2 separate regions of the Rattus norvegicus genome follow, and region 1 is linked to region 2. A link is a contact called in public Hi-C data. All regions are on one chromosome and are shown on one strand. Each heading gives the region's core, a stretch centred on a gene start, on an enhancer-like site or on the middle of the called end of the contact. The rest is flanking DNA. Distances are from core to core; before and after follow the strand shown. Region 1 has its middle 190 kb from the start of Tank. Region 2 holds the start of Rbms1 (RNA binding motif, single stranded interacting protein 1).

Region 1 (6,496 bases), core at 2,385-4,884, 500 kb before region 2:
TTTTCATTTGCAATTGAGCTGCCTTCTTTCTGGTTCAGCTGGGGCTACATTCCACTGGTTTATGTCATTCCCCTTCTACCTTTTAATATGCAGGTTACATTAATTCGCACAACTAACATGAGCCGTTTGTTAATATTGTCTGAATTCGTTCAACATCTCCTTAGGTGTTCCCTCTCCGACTGCACTAGCCCATGCGCACTTCTGTGGTATATGTATCTTGTCAAAGAAGGTGGTGGCGTCTTATCTACTTTCTGGAAGCGGTAATGGAGCCCCAACACTCAGTTTCCCTGCTTAACAGCATAAAGGCAAACATCTTTGCTTGATTATTTCTTGCGATAAATTTCTAGGAGCTGAATTACTAGCCCAAAGAAGATGCACATTTTAAAGGCATTTGCTGAACACTGCCGGGCTTAACAGTCAATTCATTAACCCTCCCCCCACCACCAACACACACACACACACACACACACACACACACACACACCCTATCACTGCTATATACCATTACTCTATACATTGTTTACCAAACAGATAGTTTGAAGCATGATATGCTATCTTAATTTGCAGGATTTTAATACTAAGGAGGTTGAATATTTCTTACAGCTCCCTCTCTCTCTACCTCCACACAGGAATGATTGGTATGTGGTCTTTCTGTGAAATTCCTGGAGGAGTATTACGCAGTGCAAGCCTTGGGCGAACCAATTGACTTGGTTTATTTTTATAACAATATTAAGTTTCTCGAAGGTCAAGGCCTTGTCAGTGATGAGCCGGTGTCCTGCACTTACCCTCGAATGTGCTGAAGAACCTAGGGAAAGCCATTTGACAACTCACAGATAATTAGAAAAAGAAAGGGTGCCACGGGCTGAGAATAAGCTTCCAGGACTGGAGTTTGCAGCCAGAGCACCATAGTGATGTCTGGGAGACATTGACTTTTCGAATCATGATGTCAAAGGTGTCTAGCAAAATGGCGGACTTATCCACGTGTGGCAATCTACTCTTTAGGGACAGGAGAGGGCTCACAAGAACCTGTGTTCCGATCCCCAACACTCACCTATGTCAGGCATGCGCCTCCCCGTACTTAGCCCCTTATTTGCTGAAGTGAGCAGAAGCAGGTAGAGCCCTGGAGGTTGTTGGCCCTACAGCTGTGCTAAAATAAAATTGTAGACGTGTGTATAAGATATAGAGCGATAAAGCAGGGCACCTGATGTCCATCCTGCTGTGTTCCCTGCACACTCAAATGGGTGTGTGCATTGACACAGCACACACACACACACACACACACACACACACACATCTATTAAAATAATTAACACAAAATACATTGACTTATTAAGCATGTGTTTGCATGTTAGAAGATTGGACTTAGATGTGAAGTAGTAACATAGCTATTTCTTCCCCACGTATCACATGTTCTTTCACCTCTGCTTTGTCTTGTCAAGAGTGAGCTAGTCTCCTGCTTGTGAGGGATCTGGTTTCTTCTCATTCATAAGACCACTTGGTATTCTCAATACTTGGAAACGTAGCCGTTCCGGTAGGTGCTTCATGAGGGATTCAGTCTGAATTTCACAGTGGCCGCTGATGTCCAACTCATTCACGTGCCATTTGTATTTCCCATTTGGGTCAGCACCTGCTCTCGGTCTTTGCCCACTTTAAAGTGGAAATGTTTTATTTAAAAATTTACATTCATTTATTGATTACGGTTTTGTGAGTGGGTGGGTGGGTGGGTGAACATACCACAGTGCATGAGGACCTCTAAGAACAATTTGCAGGAATCAGTTCTCTTTTTGCATCCTGAGGATTGACATCTGGTTGTCTGTCAGTCAGGTTGGTGACAGGTACCACTACCCACACACTGCCTCACCGGTAGAGGCTGCTTTCATACTGTTGGGGTTTGAGAATCCTTCGTGTTTTCTGGATATGAGCCAGATATGTAATTTATAGATGTCTCCCCACCAAGATTTCCTCCTATTCTGGTCCCAATGCCTTTCCTAAAGTAACATTTTTAACCCCCCTGCAGTCTCGGGATTGATCTTGACTGCCTTGCACATGCTGGTTGGTGTTCACTCTCAGCTTCTTGATCATCTCAGCCCCAAAATATATAATATAGATAATGTATGGGCTGTGGCTGTGTCTTGAGGTCCTTCTCAGGTTAGCTCTCTAGCAGATGAAACAAACAAACAAAGAAGAACGAAAAATGATTTACTTTTAAAAACCCACACAAGAGAGATGGAGAGATGGCTCAGCAGGGTGTGCTGTCCTTGCAAGAGGACCTGAGTTTGGTTCATTGCACCCACTATGGCGGCTCGTGACTGCCTATAACTCCACCTCGAGTACTCTCTTCTGTCCCCCTTGCACACTGCACTCACGTGCAGTACCCTCCCACAGAAACGTACTTTTTAAAAGTCTTTAAAAAAAGATCGGTACAATGTGTGGTATGTTTAGTACGTATTTTTATCCACAAGTAGTTCTGAGCCAGGAGCCTTAGGAAGGCAGACCCCGCCTCTGATCGGCTAGCTTTGCATTGCCTAGCCTATTATGGGATGCTAGAGTGTCATCCCCAGAAGGCTCTTAGAGGCCAGGTGGTAAACAGGGGGCCTGTGGGTCAGCAGCGTCAGCCCTACCTAGGAGCGGGTAAGAATTTCAAAGCCTGGACCCTACCCCAGGTTAGAATTTGCATCTTAATGAGATCCCCAGGTGCACATTAAAGTTTCTGAAACACAACTGTTCAGCTCATCTGGTTTTTCCTCAGATTTTCAAACAAAAGAAACCGCAGTCCAGAGAGAGAGAGAGAGAGAGAGAGAGAGAGAGAGAGAGAGAGAGAGAGAGAGAGAGAGAGAGAGAGAGAGAGAGAGAGAGAGAGATCGAGGACAAGAGCCAGGGAGAGAATCTGACCCTCTTACTTTATGGCATGTGTGTAGGACCACCAACCACCCGCCTCCACCATCCGGATGACAGCGACAGCCTAGACTACCCTCCTCTCATTCTCGCCTCTGAGAGAGCAACCACATTCTTCATCAGGAAGAGAATAGTCTTTTTTGAGTCTTCCTCCAGAAACCCCTCCCTCCCTACGTACTCCCAGTATCCTCTAAGGATACTCAGCTTTCAAAATGCAGACCTCCAAATTTTCGTAATAAAATGAACTAAAAACTCTTTGGGGAGGAAAGTGATTTTCCCGTTGCATTTGTTTACTCTCGGCGAGCTCCTGAGACGGCTAACACACTAGTTGTTAATCACACCATCTGTTCAAACGGCACCGTGGAACCATTACGCTCATCCTTTCTTCTTTTTATGGAAGAAAAAAATTTTTTCAGAACAATATGTTTGCGTCTGTGATGCTCCATCACCTGGCAGAGCTGTGTAAGCTATTTAAGCTTTCCGGTTGAAAATAACTTTCAATTGGCAAATACGTATTTTTTTAATGTTCATATATCACATACACAGACCAAAAAAAATATGTGTTTTCTGACTTTCTAAACACGGGAAACGCTAAAAGATAAAAAAAAAAATCTGTTAAAGACTATGCTGTCAAAGTTTTAAGCATCTGATTATATTTAAATGAAGCGTTCAGGGACGATGATTTATCTGACCCGGAAAATATTTTCCGCCTTGGCCCTGAAGATGGCAGTGCTGTGCAGTTTAGAACTGCTCTTCGCTCCCCGCCCCCGCCTCACCCCCCCCAAAGGAATTTCTGGAATGGCAGAAAGTGGGGGAGGATCTTCCAGATTTGAACCTTCTAACACTTAGCGCAAACCTCTTCTGAACCCAGGGACAATCTGGTTTGTCTTTCAGTCTCTTTGTTTTTGTTTAAGACTGTACCCCATTCGTTTCCTGTTTCCAGTCGGAATAGAAATGGGACCAGTTGAACGATTATTCCCGTATCGCGGGAAGCCAAGGAAGGGACTAGAGTTTACAGAGAAGCTGGTTTGCACAAGCCTGCTTCTTGTTGTTGTTTTTAATTCGAACAAAGGCTCTACCCAAGATAAACTGAATACTAGAGATTTTGAGAGCCCACTGGGACCACATCTCTGGCAGCCCCCTCCCTCTCCTAACTCAGGACGCCTGGTGTCGCATTCTTTACATTTCATTAGCAGGGGCTGGAAGAGTTGGTTTGGAAAGTATACAGGCCTCGGGCCATATAAACCAAAGGCAGGCTCTTGTCCCTGTCATTGTGAGGTGTCGGCTTAGAGAGGTAAGAGGCATGTATATGTCTAACTTTGGGGACTCTTAAAATAAGGTTATTTAACTAGCCAGAAAAGGTTTATTGAAAACAAGTATATGAGGTCTCTGATATGACATTCTGTCACAAATAAATCAGTAGTGGTTATGTACTGAGAGCCAACTTCCCCCACCCCCACCATGGCAAATGGTTCAGCAGTATCTAATTTAATCTTCCCCACCGCTGCCCAAGGCAGACACAACACCATTTACTGGTGTTTTTTGCCTTTATAGGAGGAAACTAAGGAACAATGCTCGCAAGAAGTGTCTGACAGAGTCATGAGACTTTAAAGCTTTTTATTTTATTTTATTTTATTTTATTTTTTAGATTAAGCTTTGAACTCCTGAAACATTCGTCACCTTGTATTTTGGTTCAGTGGATAAATAACAAAATATTAAGCCTTTATCAATGGAGCATATGTTGGTATTCTATTTAAGCTCCACCCCCACAGCTACCTGGCAGCAGCCAGGTATGCTCCACCCCACAGTTGCCTGGCAACAGCCAGTTGTGCCTGATGCTATAAAAGGGGCTGCTTGCTCCCTCTCCTCCTCTTACCCCCTCTTACTCTCTCTTACCCTCTCCCACCCCTCTTGCTCTTTGTTCTTCTCTGTTCTTGCCCCCATTACCCCCTCCACGTGCACATGGCCCGCCGCCTTTCCGCTCTTCTACTCTTCTCTCATTAAACCTCTCCACGTGGAACCATGGTGGCTGGGTGTGTTCTGTCCGGGCACAGGCAGATTTGAAAACCTAACAGCATATCTGGTACCCATTTAATGAGAACAGAAAAGGAGAGGCCAGGACTCTAGTATCTCTTTCTACCAAGTGCTACACGTTTGCAGAGAAACCAGGCCCCCAGAAAGCACACCTGTTGTTTTGAAAAGAAAGGAGGAGGAGGGGGTTCTAGATAGAAGAGTGTCCGACTAGGCATCTTAATCTAATGCCACATCTTCAAAGATGAGGGAAATTTAAGATTCTTTCCCCATCTTCTTTCAAAACTTTCACTTGGGCTTTTGAAAGTCAAAGCACCCCCCCACCCCCATCCATCTTCTATTACAAAACAATCATCTCTCTTTGATGTGTTTATAAAAAGATAAAGAGAGTAGGGCTATGTTCTATGGATGTGTGGTGAAGTATGGGGGACGGGGGTGCCTCGGTGGGCCCGTGCCTCGGCATCCCTTCCCCCTAAGGGACCAGCCACAGAGGACAGTATAGAGTTTATTCAGAAGGGTATAGGGAGGGAAGTGAAGAGCGTAGTAGAGTCAGAGAAAGGCAGAGAGAGAGAGAAAGAGAGAGAGAGAGAGAGAGAGAGAGAGAGAGAGAGAGAGAGAGAGAGAGAGAGAGAATGAATCACCATGCTTCTGAGGGAGAAATGGTGACTAGCCATGTAAGATGTCTGGAGAATTGGCCATAGGCTTCCATGAGCACGTGGAGGGGGGGAATGGGGAGAGAGCGGGAGCAGGAAGACAAGAGCAAGAGAGTGAGGAGAGGGGCATGCATCCCTTTTCATAGTGAGTAAGGCATACCTGGCTATCCCCAGGTGACTGTGGGGCGCAGCCTAGACAAAATGCTAACACTCTCCCCTCCTCTTCTCTCCTGGCCCCTCCTCCATTTCTCTCCTCTCCTCTTCTCTCCCTTCCCCTTCTTTCCCCTTCCCCTATCCCTCTCACTAAGAGTGCAAAGCAACTGGGATGGAAGGTGAACGATAAAAGCACAAGGATAGTATATCGGTTAGTATTTCAAAATTATTATTACGACGGGAGGGAAAGCCGTGTTTATCCTTCTCCCACAAATGCCTTGGGCGGAACAAGTCGTACAGAGATTAGATGTAGCTCTAATTGGAGGCTGCTGAGGATAACTGGAGGAGCCCCCATCCAAGTCCTCTCAGTGGGAAATGGCTCCTTTGTTAAGGATCTAAGTTCTCTTAAATTTTTTCCTAGACTTTTGCTTTGAATAAAGATCAGATCAATCTGGGCATTTAAGACCTTGAAATGAAAATTTCTTCCTGGCAAGTGTGCCAGGGAATGTTGTTTCTTTTCTTTTGAGTCCTTCCTTCAGAATCTATCTTAAATTGACGTTATATCTCCAGATTGTTGGAATTCTGTCTAAGCTCCAACCCCACAGCTACCTGGGAACAGCCAGGTATGCTCCGCCCCACAGTTGCCTAGCAACAGCCAGCTGTGCCTGACTATATGCGGGGCTACTGCCCCCTCCTCCTCCTCTCTTATTTCTCTCTTACTCTCTCTTACCCTTTGTTCTTCTCTGCTCTTGCCCCTCACCCCC
Region 2 (6,444 bases), core at 3,771-6,270:
TCCGCTGACCCATTCTCACCATGTACTCAAGCAGGACTCCCTCCAGGACTTAACATTCCTGCCCTGGCTCCTAGTCTCCTCCCACTAGTCTCCTGCTCTCTTCATGATTTCTAAATGTGCTTTGTCGATATCTTGTCTCTGTCACTGTCCTTAACCCTAAGTCTCACGAAGCACACAGCAATTCCACTGTCTTCCCAATGTCCTGCTCATAGACATTGCTTCTTCAACATGGGCCAAGGTGTAAACACAAAAGCTTCTCAGGGAAGAGCACTCAGTGGCTTGGTTTTTTTCAAGGAGTCCTGTCTGCATCAGATTTCACCAGGAAGTCTTCGCAAGCTCTTTGCTCCAAATGTGGCAAGCACATAGAATATATTTTTAAAACTCTGTTATTATTGTAACTTAACTTTTAAAAAGCAATTAAATTTAAAAATTTTAAAAACAAAGCAGGATACCTGTCACAAATGAGTCCTTAAAATCTGAACAAAATTGCAAACCCCCCTGGAACAACCTTAATATGCTAAAAAGTAAAGAAAAAATTTATACAAGACTATTCAAGGCTGATAAAAAGGACCAGCAGCTAATTCTCGGGGCTCCGTTGATCAGTGGAGGGACAGTTTGAGCATCTATAAAAATGATGGTGTAAAGGTTGAAGCAATCCAAATTGTATAAAGTCCATGAAATCAACATGTTCACAATGATAACCTTTAGAGTTTTCCATGGAAACAGAAACTTAATATTCTGAATTTGTCAAATGAAAGAAAAAATTGTGTAAGTTGACTCAAGAGTTGGAGGAAAGACTCCTCCAAAGACCCTTCCAAACAGGAATAGGCGGAATGCTAAAATTAGACAACCCCCAGTTTGTAGTCCCTACTAAAGTACCGTAGTTAACTTCTAAAGTACCGTTTGGTTAACTTCTAAGTAGTGAAACTGGCCTGTGAATGCTTGATGGTGTGTCTTTATAGTACACGAGTCAGACTGATAACAACCACACTAACACTTGTTAATACCATCACCAAGAATGAAGCAGACATCACACTCTTGGTTGTCTCCCATGGTACATAGAACTTGGCTGGTACCACTTCCATAAAAGTATGCTTTGACCCCAAGGTGAATCTGCATCCAGTCAAGCTTTTAGAGCTTAACCCGCACTTGAAATACTGCTACAATGTTGCAGTCAGCCAGGTGGGAAATTCTATAGGGCAAATGTTCCAAGTCCTTCATCAAATAACTACGGATTAAAAAACAATGAGTGGGGGTGAGGTTTTAGATGTGGAAAGACACTCAGGAGCACACAAGCCAAATTGATATGCAACATCATATCATTAAGATTTAAATAATCAAACTATAAAAAGGAATTTTTGACAATGGAAATAAAATGAGCAAATAGTGGGAATCAACGGATGCTAACCAAGTATGGTTAAATTTATTAGGTATAATAATATTAGACAATGCTCTAAAGAGGACTGGAGATTTTCTTTTAAATGACTCCAGTAAAATAAAAAATGAGGTATATTTGTGTGTGTGTGTGTGTGTGTGTGTGTGTGTGTGTGTGAGAGAGAGAGAGAGAGAGAGAGAAAGAGAGAGAGAGAGAGAGAGAGAGAGAGAGAAAGAGAGAGAGAGAGAAGATGATAGAATTGAAACTAGATATTAGGAAAAGAAAGGTCATTATTCTGTCTGTGCTTTCGCATTTATTTGGAAACAATCATGTTTATTGTGAGACACAATATATATAGGTGTGTGTGTATGTGTATGTGTGTACATATTTGTATATGTACACACACACACAATCATTAGCCCACTCAAAGAGAATATATTGAAATATATTCCTATACACCTACAATCCAGGGTCATCCTTGGCCCCTTCCTGCTTACTCACAACCATCTGCTTTTGTGGAGAGAATCATTATTCTGAATTCTGTGTTTATATTAGCTATGTTTTATTTATGCTTTAAAAATCATTCATATTCTTATTCTTACATACTTTTGTCCTGATTTTGAGGCTCATAAAAATGGAATCATGTCTTGTATATTGTTGACTTGCTGCTTCTTTTAAAATAGATTTTATAAGTAATATAAAATAGATTTTATAAGTAGTATAAGTCGTGTGCATGACTGTGTGTGTCTGTCTATGGGTGGTATGCACATAGAAGCACAGGCGTCTATGGAAGCCAGAAGAGCGCAATGCATCTCTTAGAGGTAGAGGCCCTTTGAAAGAGCAGTGTACACTTTTAACTGCTGAACCAACTCTCCAGCCCCTTGAGTCGCTTCTTTGATCAGCATTAAACTTGAAATGATGTGTACTGATGCTTTTCACTGTGGCCATTACCTTTCCTGTTGCAGTGTCTCCTGGTATCTGTACACGAAGGACTTTTTAAGCATTGTATAGTTAGTGTTCATTTGTGTTATTTTTAGTGCTATACGAGGATTCTTGTGCACACTTCCTGTTGCATCTATAGAAGACTCTTTAATATGTTTGCACCTGCAACTGCAGGAGAGAGAATATTAAAGTCGGATAATGACAAACTATGTTCGGCACTGATGGCAGTACAAACGCGTGCTTCTGATAATCAATCTCGAGAGTTCCCTTCTCCATCCTTCACCTGCTCATGTCATTTTCATTGTTGGTTTTTTTTTCTTTCTTTTTTTTTCCCGACAGCGTGGCAAAGAGTAAAATGTCACCTTATTGGAATTATCATGTTACCAATTGAATGCTAGCATTCTTTCATAAGTGGGTTGAACATTTGTTGGTCTCCCTTTGTGAATAAAAAAAAAACCCTTTTATTCACACAAGTTGTTTCTCTTTCTCACATTCTCGAGGATTTCTCTATAGAGTATGCATATTAACCTGTCATTATTTGTAAAAGTAATTATTTCGTGGCTCACTTTTTATGCTTTCTAGGCCCAGTCTACAAACCACGTATCACAATATCTCACACTTGCTTTCAGTTTATTAATCTTGCCACACATCAGCATCAGGTAGCTATCACCTCTGTTGTCCTCTAACAGCCCTTGTGATTTTGGCTTTTTGAGCATAATCTCTAAAGCAGCTGGACTCCCCATCTTTGATATTTGTGAAGCAGACCTTTATTTTACTTTATTTTTCCAATGCGGATAGCCAATTGACCCAGAATCATTTATTGAAAAGTTCATTCTTTGCCCACTGCCCTGTAACACTGGCTCAGTCATAAATCAAACCTCCATATATGTCTGGGTCTGCTTTTGGGCTCTTGGAAATGGACTGGATTTTCATCATCCAGGAGAAAAAAAAATAGTAAGCAGAACAGTCTCTCTCACTCTGGCAATTTCCTGTGTCCAAACCTAGACTGAGTTCTTTCTCAACTTATTTCTCTTCAGTCAGTCACCCCTTCCAAACCATTATTCCTAGACTCTCTGGGTCCCCCCCCCCCCCACACACACAGCATGCTAGTGACTTCGTTACTTAAGAACCAAAGCACTCTCGTATGGAAGCAATATGAGGAACACTTTCAGCTCACCTCGTCAGACACTGGACCACTCTAACCTGCAGGTTGGCATTAATCTCCACAGTGCCCAGCATGTGACAGAAACTCAGTAAATCTAATTTCCTCGTGAGATTCTGTATCGATGAATGAGGAAGTACACGAGTCACCTCCTGACGTGTCCAAATTGTCTTCACATGAACTACAACTATTTTATTTTATTTTTTTCAAGAAAAAATGTACAGCCCAGAAACTTGTCTAAATCATATAAAGATAAGGGTTCCAGCCCACTGTGTTTATCATTTTTAAAGCCTGTCTTAAAATATAATCATATAAAGATCTGATTACTGAAGAAAATCATGCATTCCTGTTTGACTGGATTTACCTTGCACTGAGAAGTGACCAAAAACCAAAACCAAACAAACAAAAAACAAGAAAACAAAACAAAGCAACCGAGTTCGATTCAATAAATGTTTTTCTCCTAGTCTTTTATCAGCCGGGCAAGGACATCAACTTAGGGACATTCTCTTCCCCATCCTATTGTACATCTCATATTGTCTCTTTTTTAGCTAGAATATAAAAGTCTTCTGCAGGCAACTTCAGGGACCAATTAACTCCATTAAATTATATCCAGTTATGTAGTGAACTGAACCGCTGCTCGTCTGGGGCTGTCTAGAGCTGAGACAATTAGGAGACGGAGAGAAGCAGAAAGGGAGATTGATTTTATGTGTCACTGAAACACACTGCAACAATATGCCAGCGTGACTTTCAAAATGGCCTTAAAATATTCCAAACTCAGGGAGTTTCCTTGCTCCTGAGTGGGAGTTGACAGACTGTCTGGCAGCATTAGAAAAGGCAGGGAGAAACTGATGTCTATATTGTGTCCTCTAATAACATTCTTCCTCTTTTTGGCATCTTTCCCTTAGAAGGACCCGCTAGTTTGGTGTGTGTGTGTGTGTGTGTGTGTTTGTGTGTGTGTGTGTGTTTGTGTGTGTGTGTGTGTTTGTGTGTGTGTGTGTACACGCAAAGAGCATGGTTTCACATCTGGGAAAACCAAACCGAAGGACACTAACCTTCCCAAGGTCACTTAGAAAATTAGTGCTGTGACCTGGTGTGTGGGTGGAACAGAACCCAGGTGTCCTGGCTCCAGCTTTGTGATTGGACATTAAAGCATTTTCCTTTGTGGGGAGAAAAAAAAAATCACCGGTCCGGGAATTTGGGGGAAGTGAGAGATTAATCAGATTTCCTCTTTCCCTCTTTCCCTCCCTCCCTCCCCCACTTACGAAGATTAAAAACTCAGGAAAGCTAGAGGTGCCTTCTCGGCAGTTATTAAGCAGGGTCTACCAAACCTATTCCCACCCTGGACACAAAGCGATCGCCGCTCCCAGAGATTCTGTGCGTCCTCTTGAGAGCCTAGGAGGTGAGGAGTGGTGGAAAGTCAGCCCTCACCTCCAGCGGGTCCCGGGCTCGGCGGCGCCCAAGCCCCGCCCCCGGCCGCCCTTCCCCCGCGGCCTCGGCAGCCAGCCCCTCTCCCCTCTCGCTGTCGGGCGCACCCACCCCAGATGCCGCCTGGCACCAAGCGCAGCCGCCGCCGCCGCCGTACTTTCCACTTGTATTGATCACTCGTAGCTGGGCTCAGCCTGCTCCCGGAGCGCAGCGCGGCCAGAGCGCCAGCCCTTGGCAGCTCGGGCACAGTCGGGCTCCCAGAGGAAACTCCTTGGGAGCGCCCTGTCCGGGGTGTCCTCTGCGCTCTGCAGTGTCTTTCTGTCTGCCTGGAAGGAGGAGGAGGAGAAGGAGGAGGAGGAAGAGCAGAAGGAGGAGGAGGAGGTGGAGGAGGAGGACGTCGTCTGGTCCCGGTTGGGAGGTGGAGCAGTGGCAGCAGCAGCCGCCGAGGCAGCCGCCGCCGCCGCCTCCGGAAAGGGAGAGGCAGGAGAAAGAGATCGGGACTTGGAAAACCTAAAGTGTCTTCGACCCTGCACGGCAGGCTTCCTTCCAGCTTCATGGGCAAAGTGTGGAAACAACAGATGTACCCTCAGTACGCCACCTATTACTACCCCCAGTATCTGCAAGCCAAGGTAAGGAGGCGCGGGGAAGGGTCGCCAAAGGAGGGGACCGCGGAGGCGCGCGCCGGGCCGGGCTGGGGAGGGGCGCACGGCGACCCTCCCGCCTCTGGGCACAAGTGCTGGGGTTGCTAACTATAGCGCTGGCCTGGGCAGAGCCAGGCTGTGCGCGGGGCGGCGGCTTCCCGGGGAGCCGATCGCGGCGATCGGGTTACAGAGAGTAGCGGGGGGGAGCGACTAGACAGGAAAGGACCGCTGGCCCCTTCCTGGCCGGCGAGGAGGAAAGGGTCTCGCGGCCTCACGGCTCCCCCTCGTCCAGCCCGGGCTGGCGGCCGGCCGATGCTTGGGGCCCGCGGCAGGACCTGCTGGCGGCACGGCTTTCAGACCTCTCCAGGGCCTCGCCCTGCGGGCAGTAACTGTGGGGTCCCCTTGAGTGGCGCGCAGCCCCCCGCCCCGCCCCGCCCCGCCCCGCCCCACAGGACTACCCTCCAGCTCCCGCGCGCGCGACGAAGGTGGCTGGAGGGGGCCGGGACGGTCTCCTCCCCGCCTTGGGCCCTGTGCGCCCGCCCCTCGCCTCTGATCTTTGTGCGGTGTGGCACTTCACCTGGTTACTGATTTCCACTTTTACGCTGGTGTTTTGGGTAGAGAAGTGGCCAAAGTTCACTCTGCATTCATTGATATCCCCTTTAATCTTCTCTGTAGCTTTTACATGGGAGGGACAATGGACAGATTTCGATGCATAAAAAGAAGTGACTTTGTATTTACTTTTCCTTTTTGGTTGTTGTTTTTAAACCGCCTTGAGTGTGTACCAGAGAGTGATTTCCAATTCTGCTCAAAAGTGGCACAGTCTTGGGTAAGGACCGCTGATGACATGTAGGCAGGCAAATTGTGCCTGGCTTTCCAGGGACCCTGGGCACTTTGTTAAT

Evidence for each region. A called contact is a pair of places that touch in the nucleus more often than the background predicts.
Region 1: a Hi-C map of Schwann cells shows a contact between it and region 2, with 11 times the contacts expected there. The contact joins the enhancer-like site here to the promoter of Rbms1 in region 2. A contact is called at or near these places in 6 of 12 Hi-C or Micro-C datasets (the A7r5 cell line, the Rat2 cell line, Schwann cells and 3 more).

Annotation. Positions count from the first base shown.
Region 1 is chr3:66,325,944-66,332,439 of GRCr8, reverse strand. No RefSeq gene overlaps it. Among named protein-coding and RNA genes, the nearest start is that of Tank, 190 kb to the left of the region's middle. Within about 2 kb of position 3,634, at least 21 of the 93 cell types and tissues checked have an H3K27ac peak or open chromatin away from gene starts, as enhancers often do. A contact at or near this core is called in the A7r5 cell line, Schwann cells and kidney, where this site is marked.
Region 2 is chr3:65,827,589-65,834,032 of GRCr8, reverse strand. Rbms1 (RNA binding motif, single stranded interacting protein 1) reads left to right here and starts at 5,020. Exons shown (of 14, transcript NM_001012184.1): 1 at 5,020-5,533. The coding sequence starts at 5,459.